Regions from separate parts of the Oryctolagus cuniculus genome. Here all the other regions are linked to region 1. The links are chromatin contacts, called in public Hi-C maps. All regions are on one chromosome and are shown on one strand. Each heading gives the region's core, a stretch centred on a gene start, on an enhancer-like site or on the middle of the called end of the contact. The rest is flanking DNA. Distances are from core to core; before and after follow the strand shown.

The links. A called contact is a pair of places that touch in the nucleus more often than the background predicts.
Region 2: a Hi-C map of an unstated tissue shows a contact between it and region 1, with 3 times the contacts expected there. The contact joins the promoter of DNAJB14 here to the promoter of DAPP1 in region 1. A contact is called at or near these places in 3 of 6 Hi-C or Micro-C datasets (ear pinna, psoas muscle and an unstated tissue).
Region 3: a Hi-C map of psoas muscle shows a contact between it and region 1, with 6 times the contacts expected there. The contact joins the promoter of TRMT10A here to the promoter of DAPP1 in region 1. A contact is called at or near these places in 6 of 6 Hi-C or Micro-C datasets (ear pinna, embryonic fibroblasts, liver and 3 more).

Annotation. Positions count from the first base shown.
Region 1 is chr8:65,553,591-65,556,904 of mOryCun1.1, reverse strand. DAPP1 (dual adaptor of phosphotyrosine and 3-phosphoinositides 1) reads left to right here and starts at 1,665. Exons shown (of 9, transcript XM_002716954.5): 1 at 1,665-2,004. The coding sequence starts at 1,904.
Region 2 is chr8:65,416,315-65,419,837 of mOryCun1.1, reverse strand. It overlaps DNAJB14 (DnaJ heat shock protein family (Hsp40) member B14), which reads right to left and starts at 2,038. Exons shown (of 7, transcript XM_008267567.4): 1 at 1,386-2,038. The coding sequence starts at 1,489. H2AZ1 (H2A.Z variant histone 1) reads right to left here. Exons shown (of 5, transcript XM_051820147.2): 5 at 2,900-3,335. The coding sequence ends at 3,274.
Region 3 is chr8:65,772,700-65,776,267 of mOryCun1.1, reverse strand. TRMT10A (tRNA methyltransferase 10A) reads right to left here and starts at 1,751. Exons shown (of 8, transcript XM_051820154.2): 1 at 1,597-1,751. MTTP (microsomal triglyceride transfer protein) reads left to right here and starts at 1,625. Exons shown (of 19, transcript XM_051820148.2): 1 at 1,625-1,754.

The DNA of each region.
Region 1 (3,314 bases), core at 416-2,915:
GAATGACAAGATTTTTAAAAATATACTTTAGAAAGGTGTTTGGAAGTAAAATTGAGGTGTCTTTGATTAAAAAATTATAACATCTAGACAATTAAAAAATTATAACATTGAGTCAATCTTAGGTAAAAACCAAATATTTTTTGTGAGTGTCCAGCATTTTGTTGCAACCATATGGTAATGCTGCAAGCAGCTGGCACCATTACAACACTGACAGTGTAGTTAGTGGGGCAGGAGCGGGAGGGAAGAAAGGGGTCCTGGGAAAAATGGAAGATGGGACGGGCAAATGAGAAGGGGAGGTAGGCAGGAAGGTCAAGAAAGAAGAGAGGGATTGACTTAATAGATTCAGCTGGTTCCCCCAATCAAATAAAAATAAATAAATAAAGGAAAATTAGAAAAAGAAAAACCAGAATTTGTAAAATGAGAAGGAGACAGCTACTAAAACCTGAACAAATGGCTACAGAAAGGGAACAGGAAGTCGAGCACGAAAGCTGCTCTATCTCATCCGGTGCGCACTCTGCACCTCCCTGGTGTGCACTGGCCTCTCGGTACTAGTAGACCTTGCACCCTCTCTGAAAGACAAAAGAATTGTAACTGTTCACGTACAGCTCTGTGCGTGTTATCAGTGCTTAGTCTCTCCCGGGCTGTCTCTAGACACCCAGGGATTTCTCACTGACAACCAGAGTAATCCAGGGCCTCAGGAGACACAGGCAGCCAGAGATTACCGGGAAGAATGTAAAGGACAGGACTATCCGGCCACCAAGCTGTCCCTTTGCACCCATCTGTGGCCTTTCGGAACAGCAGCTCTGCAGCCTTGGTATCCCGTAGAGCAATCCTCCTCAAACGTCACCACGCCGTGGGGGACCTGATGTGCTGCGTTCTCACAGCTCTTGATGACGCCACTGCTGCCAGCCACAGACCACACCGGGAAAAGCAAGTTAGCGAGCACCAAGGTGAACCCACGAGGGAGCAGCAGGCGAGAGCCCAGAAGCCCGTTCTTTCCTGCAGGTCCGCGCAGAGAGAAGACAGGATGCAACAAGCACTCTCGATGCGTTGGCGACTGCTCTTTGTCCCACTTCCCAAGGATTGAGTCAGTGTAGCTTCCCTTCAGGACTTCCAGGCAGGTGGAATTTTCCTCTTACGCGTGACTCTGAATACCAAGCTACACCAGGTATAAGGAAGCCCGGTGAGTTCTCCTGTGCCCCATTAGGTGACACCAGCGTGGTCCTCTACAACACTTTCCTGCCTTATTCCCGCATAACCCTTCTTCCAGGAGAAAAAAAAAAAATATGGTCAACCTGAGCATTGGAGCTATATCTGAAAGCTTGAGTAATCCGGCAGATACTTTGAGAAAGTTCCCCACCCCACCCCGCCAAAAAAAAAAAAAAAAAACAACCTTTAAGGTCAGATTAGCGGCTTGGCTCTGATTTCTTTATCCACTCTAAAAATGTCCCAGATGTAGACGCTTCCGCCATGTTCCTTGTGTGTAAAACACGAAGGTGGGGTGAATGAATGTATACTCCTTCTTCCCCAAATCAGAGCCTAATAGCTTCAGGGAGAAGCCAAGATTTGGCCTCATATGAAGAGTCTGAACCAATAGTCTAGCACCACATGGGGTGTCTTCTCTTTTTTTCCTTTAACAAAAACCGCTCATTGCACGATGCAGTGTGGGTGTTCTGAGGTAGCTACCCAAGTTTGCATACTTCCTGACTGACAGGCACTCCTGCCAGTGCCTCAGGGCCAGGGTGTGAGTGTTAGTGGGAGGAGTAACTAAGTTTCACTTCCTCGCTGGCTGCAGGCTCACAGCCACCACAGACTCCTCTCACTGAGGAGTGCGAGGAGCAGCCAGCCCAGCTCACCTCTTCCCACAGCACCTGGCCGGGACTTAGCGGACTGGAGGGCGCGGATGGGCAGAGCAGAACTTCTAGAAGGGAAGATGGGCACCCAGGATCCCTCTGATCTGTGGAGCAGACCAGACGAAGACGCTGAGCTGCTCCAGGACTTGGGGTGAGTAAGAGAACAGATCCTCTTTTCAAAGCACTTCTTGGGTGAACTCAAATGCTCATGTTGATGAATGACTGATTCTCCACAAACACCTTTCTCTCGGTCTCCCCGCTCTTCCCTCCTTGTCACTTGATTCATTTGTATCTGTTAACTTTCCCCCTCTGGGGAATGAATTCCAATGTAAAAGCATAGATTATCTTTCCAGAAAGCAGGTAGATCAGAAGATGGGACAAAAGCCAAATGTCGGACATTCTTTGAGAAGAGGGACAGAATTGGGATGGATGAGTGGAGGTTGCTTGGCTGTCCACTGGTTTAGGAATAAATGTGCTATTCAAGAGTTTTGATCACTGTCCTAATGACAGTAACAGATGGTGGCGAGATAAACAGCCCACCCAACAGTGAGCGAGAGGGACTTTTTCAAAAGAAGAAATGAGGAAGTTTCTATAGCAATCTTGCTTGGGTTTCTTGCTCCCGACACTGCATATGTGAGCTCTCACATGCATGCAGCTGGAGCCTTTCAAATACCAACAATCCAGAAAGAAGATGAAATTTCTGCTTCCAATAGATGAGTTTCCGTGGGTGGAGTCTTCAGTTTAAGAAGGGACGCAGGTGACAAAGTTCATCGGGACATTTAGTGAAAGGAGCAAGCATTGCACGTGAGAGGCACAGGAGATTTCCTATGGATTTGAACCTTCACCTAAAGCACTGGGAATGCGCTCAGACAGGTTTTGACACCTGTGCCTTCTGTCTGCTTAAACTGCTCCAAGTCTTCACAGCAACCCCATGACAAAGCAACTGTTGACAGTTCCAACTTAAGAAGGACAAAACAAGCACCTAACAGGGTTGAACAACTTGCTCACAGGTTGCACATCCATTAAATGTCCAAGCTGGGATTCCAACTCCTTGTTCTTCATCAAAGAACAATGGAAAGAGATAAAATCTGTGTGTTCAGACTGAAGGGCTTGTATCCTCTGATGTTGTATCACTGTGGAAGGTTTCGATAATTCCTGTCTATAGATTACAAAATTGAGGCCTCAGCATTGAACTCACCCTTCATATTGTACATCAGATACAACAGCTAGAAGTTTCAGTGAGGGAAGTTCCACTTATTGGGAAGTCAGACTCCAGGCTTTCTCTGTCCTTTCAGAGAGAGGAACAAGAGGCAAAAGACCCCTCCACAAGCACTGAGAAGAGGTGTCAAAGCGTGCAGGCGCTAAAGCTGACGCTGAGCTTTTATGGACTCGGTAAGCTATAATGCCTCTGTGTCTCCTTATCTGGAATGCCAGCCCGCTGTAGTCAGAAACCCTCAGGAA
Region 2 (3,523 bases), core at 789-3,288, 140 kb after region 1:
AGAAAGAAGAATCGTGGTTGCCAGGGCTGGGGAAAGAGCCAAACAAGGAGCGGTTTCATTGGTAGAGTTTAATATTGTCAGATACGAACTTCAGAAGATTCCTTGCACAATGTGAATATTCTTAAAATTACCGAATTGTACTCTTAAAAATGGTTAAGAGGACAAATGTGAGTTTTTTTAAACCCCAACTTAAAAATGTGTTAACTTTTTACTTTCACTTCGTTTTCCTGTCCTCTCTGGTCCAGTTGCGCTCAATGGCAATGTAAAGCAAAGGGCAGAGAGACAAGCAAAAAGCACTAAGGCTACAACAAAGTACAACTAAAAATAAGAAAGCCGCAATAACATGTAACAGGCAGTCTCACCTTCTCATCAGTAATCTTAACCTTGCAAATACTTTGACTCTCAAGGGAAAGGACATCCCATTGGCAAGGCAGTAGAGTGTGGTGGCTCAAGGCCTTATGGAAGCTGAAAGCTCAGCTTCTATTCTGTGTGTGCCACTGACTGTTTTGTAACCTCAGGTAAGATATTTTCATTCATTCATTCACTCACTCATTCATTCATCCAAAACCCTGTTCTCACAAGAGTCAACCTGTTCCAGTGAATCCTGTACCTCTATATAGGATCGTTCTGAGGAGTCAATATAAAAAGCCAGGAACAACTCTTGGCACTTGAGTAAGTGTTCTTAGGTTGGCCATTATTACTCTGAAGCCTAGAAAGTAGGGCAATGAACAAGGTGAATGGAACTAAGCGAAGTCCAGGATCCCACCAAGGAAATTCGTCTAATTCATCAGTAATTATCAAATCAGACACCGTTTAGCAACTCATTCTGACTCCTGCTCATTCGTGCCACCTGTAAAAGACCCCTCTGTCTGCCTCCTACGGAAAAGCAATGTCATCTCAGGTACTCGGAAAGGTTGGCTTTGGGAACAGTTTTTCTAGAGAACCCAGAGACAGCGGCGCCTGCGGTGGGCCGGGAGAGTTCCCTGTTCCCCACTTCATTAGGGGCCTAGGCCTAATTCGGCGGTGAGGATGGCGGGGCCCGGGGGGCTGGGGGAGGCGGGGGCAGGGCCAGGCCATCTCAGGCGTCCGAATGTCAAGCCCCGCTCTGGAAAGGCAGCACGGGTCTCCGGCACGGACGGAAGGGGCCTCCGAGGCTGACAGCTCCCGCCCGCCGCCTGCGCACCGGCGTCCCGCGGGCAGGCTGGTGCAGAGGGAGTCCGGGGCAGCGCCGCCGAGGCGGGCGGGCCCCGGCTGGGCCGGGACGCCGGACTCCGGGGCCCGGCGGCGGGGTAGCCAGCGCGGGGGCCGCGCCGGCTGCGGGGGTCGCGGGGGCGGGCTGCGCGCTGGCCCCAGCGATGGGGAGGGGAGGGCCACCCAGGTCTCACCGCGGGCCGAGGGCAGAGGGTACAGCTTCTCGGCCTTCTGCAGGAAGCGCTGGGCCTTCTCGCGGTTGCCGGCATTCAGCGCCTCCCGGGCGATCTCCACACATTTCTCTGCCTCATCCCGGTTCCCCTCCATGGCTTGCGCCTGCTTCCGTTTCCTCCGGTAGCGCAGCGACGAGGGGCGGAAGCCGCCGCCGCGGAGGAGGTGAGGCCGGCCCGGCTTGGGGCGTGCGGTGGCAGGCGGGAGGAGCGCAGGGGACCGCGGCGGCGGCGGCGGCGGCGGCCCGGGCGGACGCGCGGGCCTCGAGCTCCGCCTCCTCACGGCGGCCTCCCCGCCCCCCGCGGGCCGCTACGGCGCGAGCCGCATCCTTTCCGGCCCCGGACCGAGCTGCGGGCCGTCCCGGCGGTCGGTGCGCGGCGCCCGCAGGACCCGGGCCGACCAGCCCGGCCGCCGCCGCGGGGAGGGGTTCCGCCGGGGCGGGGACCCGGCCGTCCGTCCGTCCGTCCGCCTCGGCAGCACCGCGCCCCCCGACCTCCCGGCGCGGCTCGCGCCGACGGGAGCCCGCCCTCGGCCGGGGAATGGAGTAGGGGGCCGCTGGTCGGGAGGAAAATTCCCAGGCCCCGGCGGCCCCGCCCCCGGCCCCGCGGCCCGGGACGCGGTGGTCAGGTGAGAACGCGCTGTCTGCCCAAACTCGGCGCTTCCGGCGCTCATGGAGAGCCCTTTGACTCCAAGCCCGGGGCTTATCTCACTGCCTCGTTTCTGCTGCATTCTCCTGACCTAGATGGCTCGCGACCGAATGGGCGGGGGGGGGGGGGGATACAAACTAGCTTAAGTCCAAGTTTGCCAATTATGTCAGTGAAAAGCAGCCATAATCCCGCGAGGCCAAAATAACGCAGGAACCAGTCCTTTCGTTCAGGTAACATCACTACTGGGAAGTATGTGGCCTGCGGGTCTCCTCTTTGGGGGGGAGGGAGGGACACTTAACGCCCGGTATTATTCACAATCCCTCAAAACGGAGAAAGACCAGATGTCCGAAGGATCCACTTAGTCCCACTGCAAGGTAAATTTTGACGTGGAGTCAACCTTCTGCCATGTTAGCTACTTAACCGGGACCTGTCAAAGAAATCTTTCATGAAATGGGAAGAGTTCATCCTCACGCATGTCAGAGCGCCTGGCACCCAAAGCACAGTGACACCTTCCAAATCATTCTGTGCAGGTGCAAGCCCACCAAGGCGGCCGCGCGCCAGAGCAGTGCTGTCACTGCGGCACAGCCAGGGTGAACGCTCAGCTCACTTGGTCCCTGGTCCCAGGAAACCCTAACCATCTCCAGCTCCTGCAGAACTTCTGAGAAATTCATAGCACATTATGGTGTAACACTACCTTGTACCCGGTATCTGACCTTTGTCGATCTACAGGTTAACAGTTTAATTTCTACAGAAGAAATGTGCCTAGTTACTGCTGGACCACAGTCAAAACAAGTTTCCATTACAAGCAAGCAAATTTAAAACACAACTAGTTTGGGAGATGACCTTTATTGAGCTTATCCACCTAAGTGGAAATAATGTCTGTACAAAACCAAATGTTTGTTACTATAACTTCTGCATCACAATTAAAATCCAAACAGTTTTTTAAAAACAGTCAACTCAATCAAAACCCACTACTTCAGAATCAATAGCTTCTTTGAAGCCACAGTAACACTTAAATATGGTTAAGACTTGAATGCAGAAATTTGGTTGGTTGGAAAGCTAATTAAACTTCCAACTTGCTCAAATAGAATTACAAAAAGGCAAAATTGTGTTTTTCACAGAGATACAGTCCACTGGAATCACCAACACTGGACAGTTGTTAGAGTATTTAGAGTCCTGAGATAACAAGGAATCCAGGCATCCTTTAGACAGTCTTCTGTTGTCCTTTCTTCCCAATCAGAGACTTGTGGATGTGTGGAATGACACCTAGGAGAGTGACAGATAAATTCTACTTTTAATGTAAGTACTTTCAAAACCACACAGTACTTTGAAACCAAGGCATTTTACGCTTCAACGTGCAAGATCTTTCAAAAAAATGTGAAGCTCAAAATACCAAAAACCCATTGAGTTGTTTACATAAACCAAATTTCATGACCCAGCCATACTGCATCAAT
Region 3 (3,568 bases), core at 502-3,001, 220 kb before region 1:
AAATACAAGGAAAGTTCATGAGCTAGTCAACATCACCACCATGAATATTCTAAAACTATTTCCAATTAATAAGACACACCATACCAAGTGAATTTTAAGCTTTATTTAACAAGCCAGACCCACTGAGACCCAAGTGGAATACAGCAAAAGCGTTTTGTTAGCTAGCTTGATTATAAATTATTGCTCACAGTATACTTTCTTACCAACTCCAACTGTCTACACTAAAACATTTCATTACGTACTAGCTTGTTTGGATTAACTAATAAGCAGTTTGGTATTTTACTAAGTACACTTGCTTTCTGATTATTTTCGTGTGGGCCATAATTTACAAAATCTCCATGCAAAGTGTTCTGTGTTCTTCCCTCACATGCACTGATGCTCATAACGTATTTTCACTCATTAAACCAAGTTTCACGTCTATTTAAGAATGGCATTTTAAAACAATTAAATAGGTGAGAAATTCTACTTTAGCAAACAATTTTTCTAAAATCCCGTGGTGCATTCATAAGAGATAGGGTTTATAAGGCTAAGAACCCAATAGATGACTCAGGCCATTTGCTGTGGATACGATGAATATGTAAAAAATCTTAGCTCACCATTCCCTGGGTTTCCTGTTTCTTAGCAAAGCTTAAGGCTGGATAGACACATCACAAATCAATAAAAGTGAAAAGGTTAAAAACCTTTGCATGAGTTGAAGTGCATGATATAAACCGTCTCGGTAAGTCTCTTCCACAAAGATCCAAACAAATCAAGAATGATTGCAGAATGGGATCAAAGACTTGACAGCGAGAGCGGCGGAATCACCCTTTACAATCTGCAGCAGCGAAAGCTGATGTTTAATTTGGACGAAGGATTGGGACAAAAGGGGTAAAGTTTTTTGTTTTGTTTTGACTAAGAGATGTTTTTACCCTCTTGGCAGCTCTGCAATAAATACTAAAATATTTTTAAAACTCTCAATGTTTAAACTTAGAGGCTTTCAATGGAATAAAGCTAACACCTCTATTTCCTTAAAAATCGTCCTTGGGGCACCACAGCGGGGTTAGCAGCACCTGCGACGACTTCTCCCAGGACTCCGCCACGTTCCCTCAGGGGAAAACTAAGCTAAAGCAGGATTAAAGGAGTGGGCGACTTGCCCCCGTCACTGGCCACAAAGTGGCAGAATCCCAAGTAGTTTTCCGACCCTCCAGGGCCCAGGTCTCCTCCTCTAGTCATCCTTTACAAAATCACGCCCTTACACACTACGGGCTGGCTCCCCACTCTCAGAATACACAACTAACGTAACCCCGCCAAGCCGGGAGGCAGAGCCTCGCCCACTCTGCAGTCCACGCCTCGGACTTGCGCGCCAGCGGACGCGTTCGAGAGGCGGGACTAAGCTGCAACCAGCGAGTCAGAGAGCGGCCACACAGGCCGCGGGGGCGCATACAATCTGACGTCACTTCCTTCCGCAACAGCCGCGCTACTAGCAGTTTCTCGGCCCCACTCCCCTTTCCCCCGGAAGCCCTTGCTGCCAGTCGAGGACAGCATGGCATGCGCTTATTGTGCGTCCAAAGCTATCAAAGAGCAGGCGAAAACCAGCCACAGTTCCCGGAGAGTTACCTTGCTGAGGTGTTGATGGGGAGCAGGAACGCTCGCAGAGATAAGCCTTTCTGGAGTGTTCCTCGACACCGCTCAGGAATCCTCCGTCGGAAACTTCAACTCCCAGAGGCAGGGGCGTGGTGGCGGCTACCGCGGTGGTTACGTCCTACGTCATCGAAGTGCGCCAACTTCGGGCCTGAAATGGGAGAAAGAGGAGGGGTTTAAAGGGGGCGGGCCTGGAGTAAAGAGATTAGGAGTGGGGGGTGGTTACGGTGTGTGTGTGTAGTTCCAGCTTCAGGAGGTAACTGTGTACCTGTGGGCGTATATTCATTTGCATACCCGTTGAAAGGGGACTAAGGTAACCCCTTATAAAAATTGAAAATGGGAAACAGGAAAGGCACTTCTGTGGTAAAGAGGAAAGTGTCTCTTAACTAAATTATTTCTAAAGTATTGGAAGTGTTACCAGTATCCCGTGTTTTTACATAACTGAGGTGGAAATTTAAATTTAAAAAATGAGTCAAATTCACGGTACAGTGGGCTTAAATGTAGAATTCCTCCAAACCTTCTTTGAAAAAGTGGCTTAAGTAAGATAGCCATATACTTTACTCACCATTCATTTCTTGAGCTATTTTTCCTCTGCTGTTTTGCAAAATATCAGGTGACATTTCATTGTTTACAGTGCTTGGCCTTATATAATCTTTTTGCTATATATAGACTGAGTCATCTTGTCCTTTTCTATTTACTTTATTATTTATTTTTCTTGGCCCACTTCTAATAAGTAGTTATTGTAGGCACTGAAGGTTAAGAATGAGATTTGAATCTTTTAGGAGAAGACTACCTTCTGAGTATGGAAAGAAATCTGAAGTATAGTGTGTCTGAAGGCATACTTGAATATGTTTAAAGACTTCCATGAACACAAAGTTAAATTGAAAATTTGAGGTTCTCTAAAAGAATTGGAACTTTCCTGAATTTAGTAAAACAAAAACAAAAACTGAATTCATTCTTGCATTAAACCCTCAAATTTTATTTTAAGAACTGCCAGCTGTCACATTGTTGTGGTACCTCTCTTTCTCTCATCTCAAATCTAAAAGTTCTCTGTTACCTGAGCATTGGCAGTGAAGTCTGGATCCATTTCTGATCCGTTAGTAGGGCATCTTTTTTCAGCTGCCTCCATATCAGGGCAAAGAGTAGCAGAGTGAGGATTAGTAATTGGATATGTAGCCCTTCACATGTAGGTCATTAAATTCAGGCTGGCATCGTGATGTGCCAGATCTTTCGACAGCTGTTCAGCTGCCCCTATGGGATCTTTTTTATAAATAATTATACATTTTTTCCAGAATTAATACCAGGCATCCTTAGATATTTAAAACAAGGTAATTTTTTTAAATCCTCATTTTAACTGTGGAGTCAATTCATTTTCTTTTGACATAGCCATTTAATTTTGTAGTCATATGGTACAAAATTTAAAGATTCTAGAATCAATCCAAAGTAAACACCAAAAAAAAAATTTTTTTTTACCAAAGACTGAAGGCATACAGAAAATTTAAGCAGGGGAAATATGAAACAATCTTTTCATTGATTTGTATAATTTAATGTATTTGACACATTTATTAAAGGCCATGCATTTTGTCTTAGGTGATATAAAGATGACTAAGCATGATCCCTGCCCTTGAGGCATCCCTAGCCTAGCAGGAGAGCTGGAAGTATAAGCCAGACAGCATACAATGTCATTGAGGTGCCTGAACATGAAAAGGAGAAACTAAGGCTTCCTTGAGGCAGAGGATTTAATTTCAGAAACTAAATGATTTTACTTCATTTTGGAAAGTGGGTAGAGGTTTCCAGATGTCAGGAAGGCAACGGACTTTAAAGTGTTGGGAACAATGAAAGCAAAGAACTGAGCATGTCAGAGTTTCTGCACATGACTGGAAAAGCTGTGGGCAGGAGGAAGAAGGTGTAATTCCATTATTTGGATTACTTAGGGAATACAGAAAAA